Regions from separate parts of the Mus musculus genome. Here region 1 is linked to region 2. Evidence: chromatin contacts called from public targeted proximity ligation data. All regions are on one chromosome and are shown on one strand. The core of a region is the stretch at or near the end of the contact, and the rest is flanking DNA. Distances in the headings are between cores, read along the strand shown.

Region 1 (5,633 bases), core at 1,404-3,903, 1.2 Mb after region 2:
TCATGTAGTTATCCAGACGGCTAAACAACCACCTCATTTAGGATCCTCTGCCTCCGGCTCTTCTCTGAACCAGCCCTGAAATTACATCTCCGGGGCGGACCCTCATCTAGGCTGCGTAGGAGGCAGAAATCATTTAGCGTCCAAGGCTGGCCAAGGTCTGGACTGGGCTTGCCTGAGGCTCCTGTCACGAGTTGGCACACAGCTGATGGTCACAGCCCCTGTCCAAGAGCTTCTTCCTAAAAATGGGGGCCCGTGACTTCTGCGCCTTATTGTGATGGATGGAAAGAAGGCTAATGAGATGAGGGTTGTCGGGACAGCTCAGTAGGACAACACACTTGTCAGGGCTGTTGATCCAGGGCCCACATGGTAGAAGGAGAGAGTTGTAGAGGAACAGCTATGAAGCATATGCATGCCTTGCCTGTTAACTAAAACGCCTATGGCCTATGGCTTAAGAAGGAAATAGAAGGTGGAACATATGGAGGAGAAAGAATTCTGAGAGAGGAGGAGGTGGGAGATTTGCCAGGAAGATGTAAGGAGCATGCTACCTGAGCACAGGTAACCAGCCAAGGCAGAATGTAGGTTACTATAAATGGGTTCTATTTAGCTATGATCTAGTCAGAGAAGAGCCTAGCTTATGGCCTAGATCTTTGTAAATACATTATTAGTCTGAGTCTTATTCCTGGGAGCATGGGGCTGGGAGGAAGAATCAAAGTCTAGCCTCAACAGGGAACTCCAGAAAGTTGTCTTCTGACTTGTATCATGGCACACTCAACCCCTCCACCATGGTACACTTGACTCCCCCATGGCACACTCACCCCCTCCACCATGGTACACTTGACTCCCCCATGGCACACTCATCCCCCTCCCCCCCGTGGCACACTCACCCCCTCCACCAAAGTACACTTGCCTCCCCATGGCACACTCACCCCCCCATAGCATACTCACCCCCCCATAGCACACTCATCCCACCCCCCCATAGCACACTCACACCCCCATAGCACACTCACCAAATGGCACACTCACAATACCCCCCCCACCACACAAAAAAGGAGAAACTCCAGATCAAAGAAGAAGCCTGGCCCAGAGCCTGCAGGCAGGCTGGGATTTGCTTGTCTCTGGCAATGATCTCTGAACCTTCCCACCTTGCCTTCTCTGGATCCCACTTGACTGAGATCCCTCAATATACACACGGCTCTTTCTTCCTGTGAGATCCCACTGTTTTCTCCCCGCCTAACCCCACATAGGTGTCTAGCTCACAGGCTTCCAAATCAAAGTTTTCAAGTGGGATCCAAGGCTTTCAAGTTCCCATGATTTTCTGTTGGCTCTAGTGCTGTTGGGGATGGGCCCTACTGGCTTGTGCACGCTAAGCAAGTGCTTCTACCACTAAGCTATGAATTTAGCCTCATCGATAAATATTTTGTCTTTTTTTTTTTTTCTTTTAAGACAGCGTCTGTTGTCGAGGCTGGCCTCAAATCGATGGGTTCAAGTGATCCTCCAACCTTTCCAAACAGTTGAGACCACAACTGTGTGCTAAACAACTCCTCCGGTGCCTTTTAGACTTCTCCAATGGCCCTTAGATCCTCCTGCCACTTGGGTGACCTGATATTAGTTACCTAACAATCATAGTCCCCAAATCTCTGACATCACCCACTAGACACCAGCAGACACAGCCAAGGGGGCTTAGGTGTGGCCAGGTATGATGGTGGGGAACAGCTACCAACTGGAAACAGGTTGGGACTCAGAACGGAACAAGAGATGGTACTGGTGGTGTCCCTGACAGGAAAGCGGAAATTTTGGGGCTTTTAATTTCCCCTAAGTTCCCACAACATTTCATTGTTGCTCAACACTGCCCCTCTTCCTTACAAAGGGTATTTCCGATTTCACTTCCTCCAAACTCATCTAGCCAGAAAGCTGCAACTTTTTACCCCATTCCGCAGCTGGCACCGCCTTGGTGAAAACTCCCCGCTAGGTCACGTCAATTGTTTCCATTGCCGTGTCCCTCTCCCATCAGTCTGAGTGGAGTCCCAGCGCACTCTTCCTCCTTCCTTACCGATATTCCTCTTCCCGGTGTCCTGTACTCCCTCGGCTTTCCCTATTCCCGCTGTCCTGTCCCTCTCCAGAGTCGCTAAAAGACCAAAGGGTGAGGCTCCCGATGCTTTTGGGAGTTCCTAGCCAGCGGAAACACTGCAGTTGGGGAGCGCAGCTGAAGTACTTGGGGGTGTCCGGAAGCCCACACGTGCTAGATGGTGCTCAGACTTAGTACATCTCGACGCCAGACTCTGGCACCCGCGACCGCCACACTTCCACGAGCCATCCCTCGAGGGGCGGAGCAAAACAGGTGCGGTTGCCAAGGCACCGCAGCCACGAGCTCGCGATATTTGAAATCAGCTAATGGGAAGCAGAAGAGGACGTGGCACGCGAATGGGGCGGGGCCTGGAGGGCTCTTCCCCCGCCTCCTCTCGGGCCAGCCTCGAGGCGGCGGCCAGCGTGCGGGAACGCCGGGCTCCGGCTTATTATAAAGGGGCGGCTCGACGAGGTTCGCGCGACCCTCGGCAGAGGGCGCTGTCGTGGTCCTCACGCCGGCCCTCGAGCCTGCGCCTGCGCGGTGCGGGCAGCGCCCCGCCCCCTGCCCCTCTGCCCTCCGCCGGCCGGCCGGCCCCTCCTCGGCCGCGCGCCCCAGTCCCGCTCAGCCACCGCTCCGTCCTGTAGCAGCCAGCCCCGTCTCCGGCATCATGTTCAGCTGGGTGAGCAAGGATGCCCGCCGCAAGAAGGAGCCGGAGCTCTTCCAGACGGTGGCCGAGGGGCTGCGGCAGCTGTACGCGCAGAAGCTGCTGCCGCTGGAGGAGCACTATCGCTTCCACGAGTTCCACTCGCCCGCGCTGGAGGACGCTGACTTCGACAACAAGCCGATGGTGCTCCTGGTCGGCCAGTACAGCACCGGCAAGACCACCTTCATCCGCCACCTGATCGAGCAGGACTTCCCGGGGATGCGCATCGGGCCGGAGCCCACCACCGACTCCTTCATCGCGGTCATGCACGGCCCCACCGAGGGCGTGGTGCCCGGCAACGCGCTCGTCGTGGACCCGCGGCGCCCCTTCCGCAAGCTCAACGCCTTCGGCAACGCCTTCCTCAACAGGTACCCACCCCTTGCCCCCCAGCGCGAGGATACCAAAGGCCTCCGGAGCCATTGCCCCCAGCCGGCCTTTGTCTCCGAGAGCCCCCGCCAGACCCTAGGCGACCACTCCCAGGGACACCGGCTTTGCTGCGTCCCACTAACTACCCGAGAGAAGTTAGAGACTAGGCATCGTCCACTCTTCTGGCTTCTGTCATTCCCAGAACCTTCCAGGTTTTCAGTTTAACTCTCACATCCTCCTGCAGACCCCAGACCTACTTCCCACAGAGCGGGGGGCTGCTGTGAGAAGATGAACCATTGCTGTCCCCCCTTTCTTGTTCCTCATTCTGGAGGCACCCAGCTCATTCTCATGAATCCCCCTCCTCCTCTGGGGTCCGTTTTTAAAGTGTGTGTCCTGGGAAACCTCGAGACTTAGATGTTCCTTTTGCTAGTGTGTCACTCTCTGCGTCACATCTCCAGGGACCAGTGGTTTTGTGTAGGAAGGGCGCGGAGGCTATGCTTTGGTCTGCTGATTTGGGGGCAGCCCCCTTTGAAGGCAGGGGATGAAGGAGTCCCAACACCCCTCCTAAAAGCAGCACTTACGTGAATGCCAAACCAGCCAGGAGTACAGGAGACAACCCTGTCTCAAACACAACAAAACAAAAAAAGCTTAAGTCAGTGTTGCCTCAGGAGACTTCAGGGACTTCAGGGGGTGGTAACACTGTGGCTCCTGAAATGACCAGACCCATAGTCTAGGATAGATTGGATAGACTTCGTGTGTCTCCTGGAGTCTCAGCTTAACCAGTTCCCGGTGAGTTAGAGTCAGCCCCTCAGGATGCTATGAATGAATCACAGTGGCCTGCCTGAGGAGCTCTTAACACCCAGGATCTTTAAGGGCATTGGGGCATCCCAGACTCCTCCCACAGGAGGTATGACAGGACTCACAGACCCTGCCCTCTCTGCTCCCTCTTTCAAGGAGTGACTCTACATGCCTTTCGACTTCTGCATTCTGCCTAGGGGAACAGCCTTGGAAAGAATGTGAATCCTGCTTTCCAGGTCTCCGCCCTGTGTGAGCACATTCCTCTGTAGACACTGTCCGGCCCAACAGGGCGGGCCAGCTTGTTCTAGAGCAAGCTTGCTGCCAGGCCTGCCTCCTTTCAAGGAGCTGATCTTTAACGTCCTTTTGTCCCTTCTAGGCAATTTCAGCCTATCTTGTTTTATGATAATGGTGTGTGCTTGACAGCCTGGGTTGTATACTATGCTCAAGTCCCCTTAGCCTGGAGCCTTTGCCTAAGGATGTTTGAGCTTTGCCGCCCCTGTAGGTAGGCCATTGGCTCAGATTGCAGTTGGTGGGAGCCTTTGGTCTTGAGAGAAGTTTGGCTGCTGGGCTAAGGAGTTCGTTCATGCTTTAGGTCTCTGCCTCAGGAGAGACTGGAAGACTTGCTGTTCCAACTGCTGCTGCCTTCCTCTGTCTTCACCTCACTGTGAGGGCAGACCTCTTGTGAAATGAGGAACTTGGCACCTTCTCAGTTTCCCACCTGTGGAAATTCAGAACTTAAAGGGCTAGAGGACCGCCCACACCATCCCAGTAGCCCCCAGCTCACTCAGTAACTCATGAATCCTAGGTCCTGCTGAACTGTCAAGGTTAATAAGGCTGTGTACCCTGTACACTCACTACTACCTCTGTCCTCCCAAAAGAAACAACTTAGGAGGTCTGGCCTGGGGTACAGGGATCCAAGAACTATACATCCATTTCCTTCTTGCCACCACCAATTCCAGAGGGTCTCTAAATGCTGGTGAAGTCCAAGACCGGAGCTGTGTCAGGATGTGCCTCTGGCCAGGGAGGGCACAACAAAGGGGGCTTTTCTCTGGCTGATACAGCTTTTCCTGGAACTCTTAAAGGGACCCATTGAGTCATGAACTTGATTTATTAGCCCCCCCCCCCCAGGGCTGCTCAGAGATAGTGAGAGGAACAAATGGAGACAGGCATAAAGCAATCCCAAAAGGGGTTTGTGAACGCCCCTGCTTGCTTAGCTGGACCCACCCACTAGTCCTAAGGACTCAACTCCCCATCCCTGTTCCTAGGGAGACATCCTTACAGCCTCTTGCCTTTCTTGTGGTCCCCTTACCGGGCCTTGCGGAGTAGTGGGTTCTCATGGACCTGCAGATGTGCCTATGGGACCTCTTTGTGTCTGTTACTTCTCAGCGCCAGCTCCACTTCCACTCTGGCTTTCTTTCACTCTCTCTCCATTGAGTAGAGGATTTCTTCCCAGGCAAGGGGAATTGAGGTGTGGTGTGCAGTGACTTACAGCACTGGGCTCTGCTACACTTGGACACAGTGCTTTTTTTCCCTTTGGCCTGCTGTCCCCGGCCCATGGGGAGACTCACCATCATAACTTGGGGTGTGGAGCCACAGGAGACACTCACTTACTTGCTCCCCACTGGGGAAAGCCCAGTTTTAAGCCTGTATCTGGCAGACCTTGCGTCTGTATTTTCTTTGCTCAGAGAGCTTTTTAAAGGA
Region 2 (5,681 bases), core at 96-2,595:
CCATGGTGCATGAAATTTACAGGTGCATTCTGCCACTTAGACCTGTGCCAGCCAGGGGCACACACCCACCCATCCACACCTCCAACACAGGCTCATCATAGACCCACCTACCACAAAGGAACACCATCGCTCATTAAGAAACAACAGAACCTCACTTATTTTCAGAGAACAAACATCAGGGCTGTAGCAAGGTACACCCACACACTCAAGACCACATCAGCACAGGGCATATGCACATACATGTTACACTCTGGCACCTAGACATGTAAGACCCTCACCTGACCACAGTGCATGCCTACCCCACCCTATAGCAACCTGACACCCACAGTCCATACTTAGCAACACACTAGAGAGGCACAGCATGAAATCATACACACCCACACTCTTGGGTGAAGACCCAAGGCAAGGGACCCACCAGAGGCTCACCTGACTACAGGGTATATATGTTTCTACTGAAGACACAGGGAACACATCACCAGAATTCTTTCACACACACACACACACACACACACACACACACCACAAAATGCATTTATATCCGCTCACACATGCAGACCACACACCACCCTGTTTTCCACACCTATCATCTTACACTTGGCACATCCTCCTAGCTAGAGCTGGGGAGGGGGTCTGGGGATCTCAGCCACTGGAGTGGGCCCTCAGTCCTCACCTGGGGGTGGGGGAGAGAAAGGTATCAGCAGGCTCCGCTCCTTTCTCTTCCGTTTTTCCCTCCCCCACCTCCAGTCCCTGCCACCGCTACTGCATTGCAGGCACCGCCCGACACCTCGTGAGCAACTGGGCTGGACTGGGGGCCTGACCCCATGGCCCAAGCAGTCACGGACAGCATCCCCGGCTGCGCTATGGAACAGGGACGTGTGGGGGCCACAGGGGCTGACGTCACAGGACAGGAGAAGATGGTTGAGGGGGCGTCGAGGGTCAGGGTCTCCCCTACATTCCTGCCATCTATTCCTGCCTTGACCTACGTGGATCCCGAAGCCTCGACCCCTACCAGAACGCTGTCTCCCCAATGACGTCATTGCTGGAGGGGCTCCGGGACTTTCCTCCTCAATCCCTCTCCGGGGATCGCCCCTCTACTTGTCCCCTTCACCTCTCTACAGCCCTGGCTTCTTTCCCACTACTCGCCCCCGGTACCTCCTCTCGCAGCGGCTCGCCGTCCGGAACGAGCGCGGGCACCTCCCCGCAGTCTCCACCTTCGCCCTCCGGCATGGTGTCCTGGCTGCTTCGGCTGCCAGGCCCTGGCTCGGGGCATGATAAGCAGGGGTGCGGGGGGGCTGCGGTGCGGCCCCGAGGGGCGTCCGCTCGGCTCGGCGGCCGCTGAAGAGTGCGCGGAGCCCAGCCCGAGCGCGGCGGCGTTGGCGGCCGCGGTGCCCGGCGCCCCGCCCTCCGCTGACCCCGCCCCCGCAGCACCGGTGGCGCCGCTGGCCGCGCCTGGCACCGCGGGCACACCCCATCTCCACCCCCTCGCCTGTGGGAAGCCCAGTCTGGACCGCCGGACGCCTGGTTTCTCTAGCCGCGCTCGCGCTTGCGACCTTGGGCGAGTCCTTGCTCTGCGGCACCCGAGTCTCCCCAACTGAGTAATGAAGACGGCCATGGTGGGTGGACGTCCGCAGGTTCCTCTCTAGGGAATAGGCCCAGCACTAAGCCCACCCAGACTTCACCCCATAAGCTTTGCTTGTTGACAGTTAATACCCAGAAGGGAAAGACAGTCTCATCTGCTGGATTACAGGCTGGTGGGCTGGAGCCAGGGCACCAGGAACTCTAGGCTGCGCGACTTTTGACCAGCATGTTCAAGCCATAAACTCAGCCTTTCTATCTGAGAAATGGGAATGATAATATGTTGGATTAAAGTCACTAGCATGTTTAGGCCAGGCGGGGGCGGGGTGTGTGTGTGATAGGTTTGCCCTGCATGGGACACCCTTTTCTCAGGTGTGTATAGCTCACGGGGCTGGTTTCTCACATTTCAGAGGCCTCAAATTCAGAGATTCACCTACCTCTGCCTCCTGAGCTGGGACTAAAAGTATATTTCACTGTCCTCCATCTTTGCTTATTTTGTGTTTACTTTTAAAATTACTATTTTATTTTATATGTGTTTTGCCTGTATGTTTGTCTGTACACCACATACAAGCAGTGCCCACAGAGGGCAGAGGAGGGTGTTCGATCCCCTGGAACTGGAATGATAGATGGTTGTGAGCTGCTGAGTGAATAATGGGAATCTAAGCAGGTCCTTTGGAAGAGCGACCATCTCTCCAACCGCACCCATTTGTTTACTTATTGGGCCTAAATGTTTTCTGGCTATTGTCTATATGTAGTTAGTGTGCCTGGGCACTAGGAAGACATAGATAGGTGTTAGGAATGACATAGTTCCTGTCCTCATGGAAAATATTCAGGGAAAATCTGATTAAAGAGGGGTTTAGAACCCAGACTCTAGCCATCACTCTGGGCCATGGTCAAGCCTCCGTTCCCTTTGTCCCTCTGTAAGGGCTAAAGTGATCCCCCCTTTTATTTTTATTTTTTAAAGGTGTATTTATTTTATGTATGAGTGCTCTATCTGCACGTACACCTGCATGCCAGAAGAGGGCATCAGATCCCATTACAGATGGTTGTGAGCCACCATGTGGTTTCTGGGAATTGAAGTCAGGACCTCTGGGTTTTTTTGATTGTTTGTTTGTTTGGTTGGTTGTTTTTTTTTTTTTTTTTTTCTGAGACAGGGTTTCTCTGTATAGCCCTGGTTGTCCTGGAACTATTTTGTAGACCTCGAACTCGTGATTTTGTAGGCTGGCCTTGAACTCGTGATCCTCCTGCCTCTGCCTCCTTCACCAAATCCTACCGGCGTACGCATCCACAACTGGCAAGATTTATTTATTTATTTTATATATACAATACACAATAGCTGTATAGATAGTTGTGAGCCATTGTGTGGTTGCTGGGACCTTCGGAGAGCAGTCAGCCAATGCTCTTAACCACTGAGCCATCTCTCCAGTCCCGATCTCCCCCCCCCCCCAAAATTAATTACATGTTAAATGTATTTGTTCTGTGTATCTCTCTCTGGGCGGGATGGTGCAAAGAGGTGCACTTTAACATAGCTCGAGTGTACAAATCGGAGGAAGATTTTTCGGAGTTGGCTCTCTTCTTCCACCGTCTGGGAATTGAATTTAGGTTCTCAGGCTTGGCAGTCTGCTGAGCCATCTCACAAGCAAGCTAACATGACTCTTAAAGGATTTGGACAAATGGATAAAAAGGGAAAGGCATATCTCCCGCATCCCAGGCGGAGGAGCAAAAGCAGCTGTTGGACAGCATGGGCTGAGTTTGGGGATCAGAAAAGTCTGACCTTATGCAACTAAACGCTGAGTAGTTAGTCAGCTGTAAGTATCCGAGGGTGTGTCATGCTATCTAGAGAATAGTACCTGACAGTCTGTGAGAGAGGGACCCTTGGAGGGATTGTCTCCAGCGACGATGGGAGTGGTTACAGCCTGGGTGGGAAGAAAAGAGCCTAGGAGACTAGGAGTGAAGCTTACGGGCCTCACTTGGAGATCACAGGACTGGTGATGACTCAGGAGACCTTCAGGAGACAGGTCACTACACCTCTGCCTCCCAAATCTCCCGGACCACTGGAGAAAGCGATGGAACAAGGCCCAGTACAGATTCCTGTCCCATGTATACCACCAGGACTTCGTATCTTCTGGGTGGTCTCAGTTTCTGTCTCCTGCCCCATGCGTGAGCGCGTGTGTGCGTGTGAGTGCGTGTGTGCATAACGTATTGAGCGCGATTCCAAACCCTCCCAGCAGAGGCCCTCGGGGATGAGCCCAGCGGCGGACTCTACAGGGCATTTTCAGCACCAGCCGACGGACAGCACCAGTTCTGAAAGGAGTGGGAGGGCGGAGGAGGAGTCAGCGTTCCAGGGCTCAGGGCCGCGCTGTCACTCTCCCGGTGCGGGCAACAACAACAATTTCTAGCAGGCCGGAGCTCCAAAACAGGATGGAGTGAATTGGAGGAAAGAGCACAGAGTAGGGGCAGGGATCAGTCAGAGCTTGACCGACCGCCGCATTCCTCTTGGACTGCATTGCGGCGGAGCCAGCTTTGTGCCCTGACTAGTTGGGTCGGTCAGGACTTTAATCTTCCTATTGGCGTAGTCGTGGCAAGGAGCGTCAAGCGCCTCTTGGCGCAGACGCGGAACTAAGTTACAACTCCTTCTCACCTATTGGCTGGTAGCGCCGCAAATTAGCCAGCCTACTAGTCAATCCGAGAACATCTTGAGTAGCTCCGCCCCCTATCTGTCGGAAGTTGAATATGACAAAACCCGATTGGAAGAGAGCTCACCAGTAGCCAATTGAAAGTGTAAAGGGGGAGAACCAGCTCTTCCGACGAGCCAATGGTAGACAGCGAAGTGTGACGCCAAGGACATGGCGGCCGCGATCGGACAGCCCTGGGACGTGTCGGGCCGTCGGGTAACTTCGGTCAGGACCAGGCAAGAGAAGTAGCTGTTTCAGTAGTGTTCGTACCCACGACTCAGCGAAGTACCCACGACCCTTGGGTAGAGCGAACGTCACGGCCATGGCTTACCATTCGGCATATGGAGTCCACGGTGCGTGAGGAGTGGGGAGGGCGGGGCGCGGCCTGGCAGCGGGGAGCCAAATACGCTGAGAGACCCACTGGTTCTGTTGGAGAGGGTCTGCAGTGACCGCTGCCCAGGGCGGGGAGAGTGTCTCTCGGGTTCCTGCCCTGCCACACTGCAGCGTGTCCTGGACTTCGCCCTTACTAGCCAGTCCTGAGATCAGGCTGCGACAGCACTACTGGGATCCTCAAGTCTAATCCTGCTTGTACCGAATTTGCCTCCAGAACTTCCTTTCCCTCTTACAACTCGGGCAGCATTCCTGACCACTGTCCAGGGACTCCGAATAGCCAATATTGCCTTTTCTACCTGTGTTAAGTCAAGGAATGTCTTTGCGGTGATTGTGCCCAAGCAAACGTCTTTTCACTCGCTAGTACTCAGAGATCATTTCCCTTGAGAGACTTCCTAGAAACCCCAAATGGGTAGCCATGTTTAGGCACACCTTTCCCACTGCATGCAGTAAATGATCCCCCACCCTGACCCCCCGAAGGATAGGAGATCGACTTTAAAACTCATCCTGCCTTTTCCTCAATTGTTCGGTGCCTTAGGACCTATGCACAGCTTCCCAGCCTGGGGAAAGGGCAGTGGTCTGGGTTCTTGCTCTGTAATTCTGTAATCTACTTTGGTCCTCTCACACCTGCAGGTTCCAAGCATAGGACCCGGGCAGCTCCAGACCCTCCTCCACTCTTCGATGATACAAGTGGTGGTTATTCCAGCCAACTGGGCGGATACCCAGCCCCAGGAGCTGATGTAGCCTTCAGTGTCAACAACCTGCTTGGAGACCCAGTGGCCAATATGGCAATGGCCTATGGCACCTCCATAGCATCCCAAGGGAAGGACATAGTGCACAAAGAGGTGTGCCCTGGGCTCCCGGGAGGAGGGAGGCAGGGCTTCTGGCCAGGGTTGGGGTGTCACAGGATCCCATCTTACTCCCCAGGCATCCTTTAGGAAGGATCACGGTAGGGCTCATCCATAGCCTCTTCTCTTTACTTCCAGCTGCACCGTTTTGTGTCCGTGAACAAACTCAAGTATTTTTTTGCTGTGGACACAG

The links.
Region 1: a targeted proximity ligation map of pancreatic cancer cells shows a contact between it and region 2. A contact is called at or near these places in 3 of 39 promoter capture datasets (the SN4741 cell line and liver), 1 of 484 Hi-C or Micro-C datasets (B cells) and 2 of 130 datasets of targeted methods (kidney and pancreatic cancer cells).

The regions. Positions count from the first base shown.
Region 1 is chr19:6,274,243-6,279,875 of GRCm38.p6, forward strand. It overlaps Ehd1 (EH-domain containing 1), which reads left to right and starts at 2,654. Exons shown (of 5, transcript NM_010119.5): 1 at 2,654-3,136. The coding sequence starts at 2,733. It overlaps Gm14963 (predicted gene 14963), which reads right to left and starts at 2,336. Exons shown (of 2, transcript NR_168273.1): 1 at 2,051-2,336.
Region 2 is chr19:5,084,146-5,089,826 of GRCm38.p6, forward strand. Tmem151a (transmembrane protein 151A) reads right to left here and starts at 1,346. Exons shown (of 2, transcript NM_001001885.2): 1 at 1,153-1,346. The coding sequence starts at 1,227. It overlaps Yif1a (Yip1 interacting factor homolog A (S. cerevisiae)), which reads left to right and starts at 4,393. Exons shown (of 8, transcript NM_026553.4): 1 at 4,393-4,603; 2 at 5,274-5,485; 3 at 5,627-5,681. The coding sequence starts at 4,573.